Regions from separate parts of the Rattus norvegicus genome. Here region 2 is linked to region 1. A link is a contact called in public Hi-C data. All regions are on one chromosome and are shown on one strand. Each heading gives the region's core, a stretch centred on a gene start, on an enhancer-like site or on the middle of the called end of the contact. The rest is flanking DNA. Distances are from core to core; before and after follow the strand shown. Region 1 holds the start of Mfn1 (mitofusin 1). Region 2 holds the start of Ndufb5 (NADH:ubiquinone oxidoreductase subunit B5).

Region 1 (2,923 bases), core at 404-2,903:
AGAGAGAGAGAGAGAGCGAGCGAGCAAGCATTAAGTGGAATCTCTTTCCACACAGTACCTACAGCAACCAAAGTAACCTCATGATTTGGGAGATTCAAGTTAGTGAGAGTTACAAAGGCAGACCTTGCCTCAGTGCAAACAAACATACCAAATTTTATTATTCTCCCTGCCAAAAGTTTTCCATTACACCTAAAACCATGTCTTGTGCATATAAACATTTAGAACGCTAGCCTTTAGCAGATTTCAGCAGAATTTCAAGTTTAAGGCTCATTTAGGCTAAGTACTGAGACCCTGATTTAAAAGTCAGACTTCTTATCTTAGCTTTTATTATTCTACACCTGCCTTCCTTCCAACATTTATTTCGCTCACCCTCATCCCTCATCTTTCCAACACTCCACCATGCTTGTCTTTTTTTTTTTTTTTTTTTTTTTTTTCCGGTGCTGGGGACCGAACCCAGGGCCTTGCGCTTGCTAGACAAGCGCTCTACCACTGAGCTAAATCCCCAACCCCTCAGAGCGGTCTGTGCTCTTTTTCTTTCTTCTTCTTTTTTTTTTTTTTTTTTTTTTGGAGCTGGGGACCGAACCCAGGGCCTTGCAAGCGCTCTACCACTGAGCTAAATCCCCAACCCGCAGTCTGTGCTCTTAACCGCTAAGCCATCTCTCCAGGCCATGCTTGTCTTTTATTTTATCCATCTTACCACTGTGCTTTCTATGTCTTTGGACAGTTTTTCTCCAGAGATTCCCAGTAATGGTCCTGGAAAGCCCCGAGAAATGACATCATCCTTTCAGAAAACACACACCTATTTGGCTCCTCATTTCTTATTTTTCTTCGGACACTCTATCCTCTTGCCCTGTTTTTTGTCCATAATAGTAAGCCCAGTCCAAAATGACCTCATTCACTGTGCATGCTCGATAGTTACCTATCCAACAGAACCACAGTTTTTATTTATCTAGCTCTTTCAGGTGCCTATCAGTGTCTTAAGCACTTTACACACTTTCCCACAACTCATAAGGTAGGCATTTTTTTAGTATTTTATAGATGAGGTACCTGCCGTTCACAGAGATGAAGGGGCTTCCCTTGCAAAAGCATCTCATTTGCTAACAAACTCCCAGGACACCTGCTGTGGAAGCTCTCCAGGAAAGTGGAACACAGAGTCTTTGGGCTTTACCCTTGATCAATCAATCAACGGTTTAACAAGATTCCCAGGTGATTCCTAACAAAGTTTAAATCATGGACAAATTAATTTTCTTAAGTAACACCTCTTACAGTAAGTAGAAACACACAGCTCTCTCCAGTAACCCCAGAAAACCAATCAAGACCAGACTTTTCCCTGTTGGCTTGATAAACAAGAATCTACGTGGTTTTGGGACGCCCCCTCCCCACTTCTCCCCGCTACACCCCAAGATAACCATGGGCATCTTTTCATACATGGCGCCTTTGAACTTTGAAGACTCTGAAGGGAAAATACTCTGAAGGGGAGGAGTTATAAGATGGAACAGAAAACCCAGTGATTAAGAGTGCCTGCCCAAAACAAACCTCGCCTTCTACCCTGAAGGAAAATGGCACTCGCAATATATGCAGTTCCGGTTGCGGAGCAACAGCCAATAGGAGATCCGAATCACCGGAAGTATCCGCCCCCAGCCCCTCCTTTGGGCTCCTCCCCGCTCTCCGGCGGACGAGACAGCCAGGGAACTGTGGCGGAGCAGTGGTTGCTGGGTGACAGTCGGGAGCTGGGACGGAATGAGTGACCGCTGGCGGGTGGCGACGCCCGGGGTGACCTTCGAGCTCCGGACAGGCGCAGCGCGAGCGCCCTGACGGCAGGGCCGGGCAAGAACGACCGGCGGCCAGCCTGTGGGAAGGCCTGTCCAGGTAGGAATCCAGCCGGCTGGGCAGGCTTACGGCCCACGCGGCTTCCTCTCCCCACGCACCTCCTCCGCGCCGTCAGTTCAGGATTCTGGAGGGAGCCACCCTCCTGATGACCTCGGCGCTACGTTTGCCGGCATTAGTGTGTGATCGTTTTTGGTGGCTTTTCATGGGAGCTTCCAGGTTGAACGTCTTTCACTTTAGATTTAACATTACTTTTAAGTTTGGGGACTTTGGCTTGAAGCCTTCATGCCTCCTTTAGGTCTTGACCCCGTAATTGTGACGAAAGCTGCTGCCTTCTTGATGCTTGTACTGTATTGTGACCTGGACATTTTATTTTCTTCTCTACACCTCTAACTGGGAAAGTTAATAACTTAGTTATGTTTTGAGATCTTGGCTTCCTCTGACTAACCCAGGTCCCTGAAGTCCTTAAGAGTCACATGCACACAGTTTAGCTAAACTAGTTTGGAAAATAAATTAGGAAATACAACCAAGATTTCTGTCACTAGCCTTTACCGATTTTACATTTATTATATTTACTTTTCCAGAACTGAAGATTGGGCCCCTCACATGCTAGGTAAGTGCCTCTATACCCCTAAACTCATTTCTAAACGTCTGGTTTTGAGACAGAATGGACTAAGAGACCCAGGCAAGCCTTGATCTCACTCTGTTGACTCTGTAGACTTGAATTTTCAGATTTTTCTGTGTTAGGCTCCTAAGTAACTGGTTACAGGCAAAGGGGGGGGGCAAATTTCATGCGTTTTAGTGGGAGATCACCTAAGAGTGGTCTTTTGTTTCTGACTAACATGGTTTCTATAACTAAGTAAATAATACCAAAATGTATTTGATCTATTTGGTCAGGTTAATTTTTTGCTATTAGGGAATTGAGACATGTCAGGCATGAACTAGCAAGTATCAGAATAAGTATGATTTTAAAATGTTTGTTTTTAGATTTTTTATGTGTATGTTTTTCCTGCATTTATGTATGTATGTTTAACCACAGTTCCTGCCCAGTGCCCTTGGAGGTCAGAATAGTGCATAAGATCCCCTGGAACTGGAG
Region 2 (2,806 bases), core at 210-2,709, 210 kb after region 1:
AAAGAGCATAAATACAGGAATCTTGAAAAATGTGACAAAGAGTCAATGACTGGTTACTGTGGGTGAAGGGTATCTGGTTACTGTTTTACTCTAATAAGGTTTCTATTGTTCTGGGACAATAATGGTAAATAAAGTGTGTATATCTGCAAAATTAAAGAAGAAATAGTAATGTATTCATCTGGGCATGCTCAACTGGCTTTTTCATCTTCAAAATATTTTGCCTCTCTTCTGAGTGACAGAGATTAATTTTTATTAAAAAATACACAATAAAATTGTTTCATTATAAAAATGTAAGATTTATGTATTTGAATGTCTTTCCTACATATATGTGCACCATATATGTGTGTGGCCTTTAGAGGTCTAGGAAGGCATCAGAATTAGAGTTAAAGGTGTTAGTGAGCCACCATGAGCCAAGTTAGTGAACCTAGCTTGGGTCTTCTATAAGAACAGCACATGCACTTAAACACTGGACCATCTCTCCAGCCTCAAATTAGTCCATTTTTTAAGGAAAAAAGATTAATAAAAGACACAATCATTTATTCAAGCTTGCCGCCCTGATCAAGTTACAACTGTGCAAGGTTTTAAAAAGCTAATTTCCAAAGTTAGTGTTAATACTATAGAAGCTAATAGGTGCACAATAGCGGAGCATTCCACCGAACATGGATTGTTTCCTTCAATTAATCGCACTCTACTATTTCTAAAATTCGGCTCCCTGCAGGCAAATGTCAACGAAGAGTAAGCTTTGTCATACTCGAAGAAACAGCTTCTGTTGACTTAGCTGCTCTCATCACTTAACATCTACCGGACAATCTACGTCAGAACCCTACGGTACAAAGACCGTCCGTTCCACAGCTCAAGACTCCTCGGAAACCTCCCTTCCAACCTACCCAGTCCCAGTACACGTCTGTCCCAGTAAACACCGACATCCTATACTCCCACCGCCCGCGGCAACAGAACGCTAGAGGAAGAACAGGGTGCGCCAGGGTAGACGACTCCAAGGTCACGCTCTCTGCCTCCCTGGTGGTCTATCTCTATTGCACACTGCAAGAAGCTCCCAAAGGCGGCGGCAGTCAGTTCTTCTCTCATCACTTACCCGGAGTGAGCAGGGGTCTTGGGATTTACTAGGGAACAAGCAGCCTTTAAGAACGCTGAGGCTCTTCTACAAATACCCACTAGACTGGTGGCAGCCATGTTTCTAATGCAGACACACTGTGCCGGTGTCCACTAGGTCACTTCCGCGTGAGACGAATGAAGCAAACAAGAACAGGCTTTGCCCTTACTAAACATGGTCGCTCCCACGGCTCTTTCCCTCACTCCCTCCCCCCCTCCCGTATGCTATAGAGTTTACGCGGCTCTCTTCGCGCACCCACCTACAATGTCGTCACTGTTTTCCGCCAGCGCCTGCCTATGAAGCTAGCAAGCACCCGTCGCTGCCCTCACTCAACATGGCCTTCCCGGCATTCGCCTTCACTGGTGGATTGTCCCTCCCGGCTCCCGTTGCCTACCCTACTTCCTTCCGTGGCTGTAGTAGCCATGGCGGCTATGAGCCTGCTGCAGCGGGCTTCGGTCGCCGCTCTGACAGCTCTGTCTGGCCGCCGCGCTGGCACTAGGCTCGGAGTCGGAAGTTTTCTCACACGGAGCTTTCCGAAGACTGTCGGTGGGTGCCGGCCTTGGAGACGCGGGTGAGAGGGGGGAGGGCTCTTTCCAGGTGACCTTGGGGACCTCCGAGGGAGAGAGTGGGGACAAAGTCGGCCTGGGGCTCTAGAGGACACGCCGCGCTGGCTGTGGAAGAGCTGCTGTAGAAGTCGGATGGCCTTGTTTAAGCTCAGCGTTTGCGAAGCGCCTTGCCACCCATGCCGGTCGCTGCTCACTCGCAGCCAGGCTAGACAGGCGTGGAGCTGCTGCCCGCGTGTGCAAGGGCAACTACACACTCTTCGTTATTGAGACTGGGTCTCGGGGGTCCGAGTCTCCTGCCCGCGTTCCCAGGGCTAGGATTACAGGCTTGGCTACATCGTAGGACTCAGGGCAGAATCAGGATGGGTGGCACCGCACATAGGAAGTTGCTGAGAAGCGCACTGAAGTGAAGGCTGTAGTGATGGTTCTAGGCACGAGGGTAAAAAGGCTCCAGGTGACTGCCCAGTTAGGCACAGTAGTAACAGTGTCCGTGAAGCTCACGATGTCTTAGAAGTCCACGAAAATATTTTATGTTTTTTTAAAAGACTGTAGTGTGAGTGAATATGTAATGTTGAGTTCAGTCCAAATTGTATCTGCTGTATGTTAATGCAGTCGTGCCTTTAATATCTTTAATATCTTGCAGTGGTTCTCGGCCTGCGAGTCGCGACCCCTTCATAGGGGTCACCTAAGACCATAGGAAAACACAAATGTTTACATTATGATTCATAACAGCAAAATTTCAGTTATGGAGTAGTAATGAAAATAATTTTATGGTGGGGGGGCTGTCACAGCATGAGGAACTGCAATGAAGGATTGCAGCATTAGGAACCTTGCGAACCACTGCTCTCAGAATGGAGCCTAAGAGGAGTAGAGAGCTCAGGTCTCAGGGCAGTCATAGTGAGGGCCCAGGAGCCTGACCCTGGATCCTTCTGCTTTCTAGAAGAGTGAACAGCAACACTACCTGCTTAGTGTACCATCTGTTTTTTCTCTTCAGAGACTAAGGAAAGAAAATTCAGTGTTTTTCAATGTTTTACAAATGAGGAACCTGACTTAATATTTAAAATCATGTGCTGCTGTACTAAGTCAGCAATAATGGTGGCAGGGTTTATTGAACATCTGCTAAGTGCCAGGT

The links. A called contact is a pair of places that touch in the nucleus more often than the background predicts.
Region 2: a Hi-C map of kidney shows a contact between it and region 1, with 6 times the contacts expected there. The contact joins the promoter of Ndufb5 here to the promoter of Mfn1 in region 1. A contact is called at or near these places in 2 of 12 Hi-C or Micro-C datasets (the A7r5 cell line and kidney).

What each region holds. Positions count from the first base shown.
Region 1 is chr2:117,240,105-117,243,027 of GRCr8, forward strand. Mfn1 (mitofusin 1) reads left to right here and starts at 1,654. Exons shown (of 19, transcript NM_138976.2): 1 at 1,654-1,869; 2 at 2,412-2,440.
Region 2 is chr2:117,446,146-117,448,951 of GRCr8, forward strand. Ndufb5 (NADH:ubiquinone oxidoreductase subunit B5) reads left to right here and starts at 1,460. Exons shown (of 6, transcript NM_001106426.1): 1 at 1,460-1,657. The coding sequence starts at 1,534. It overlaps Mrpl47 (mitochondrial ribosomal protein L47), which reads right to left and starts at 1,216. Exons shown (of 7, transcript NM_001037183.2): 1 at 1,094-1,216. The coding sequence starts at 1,191.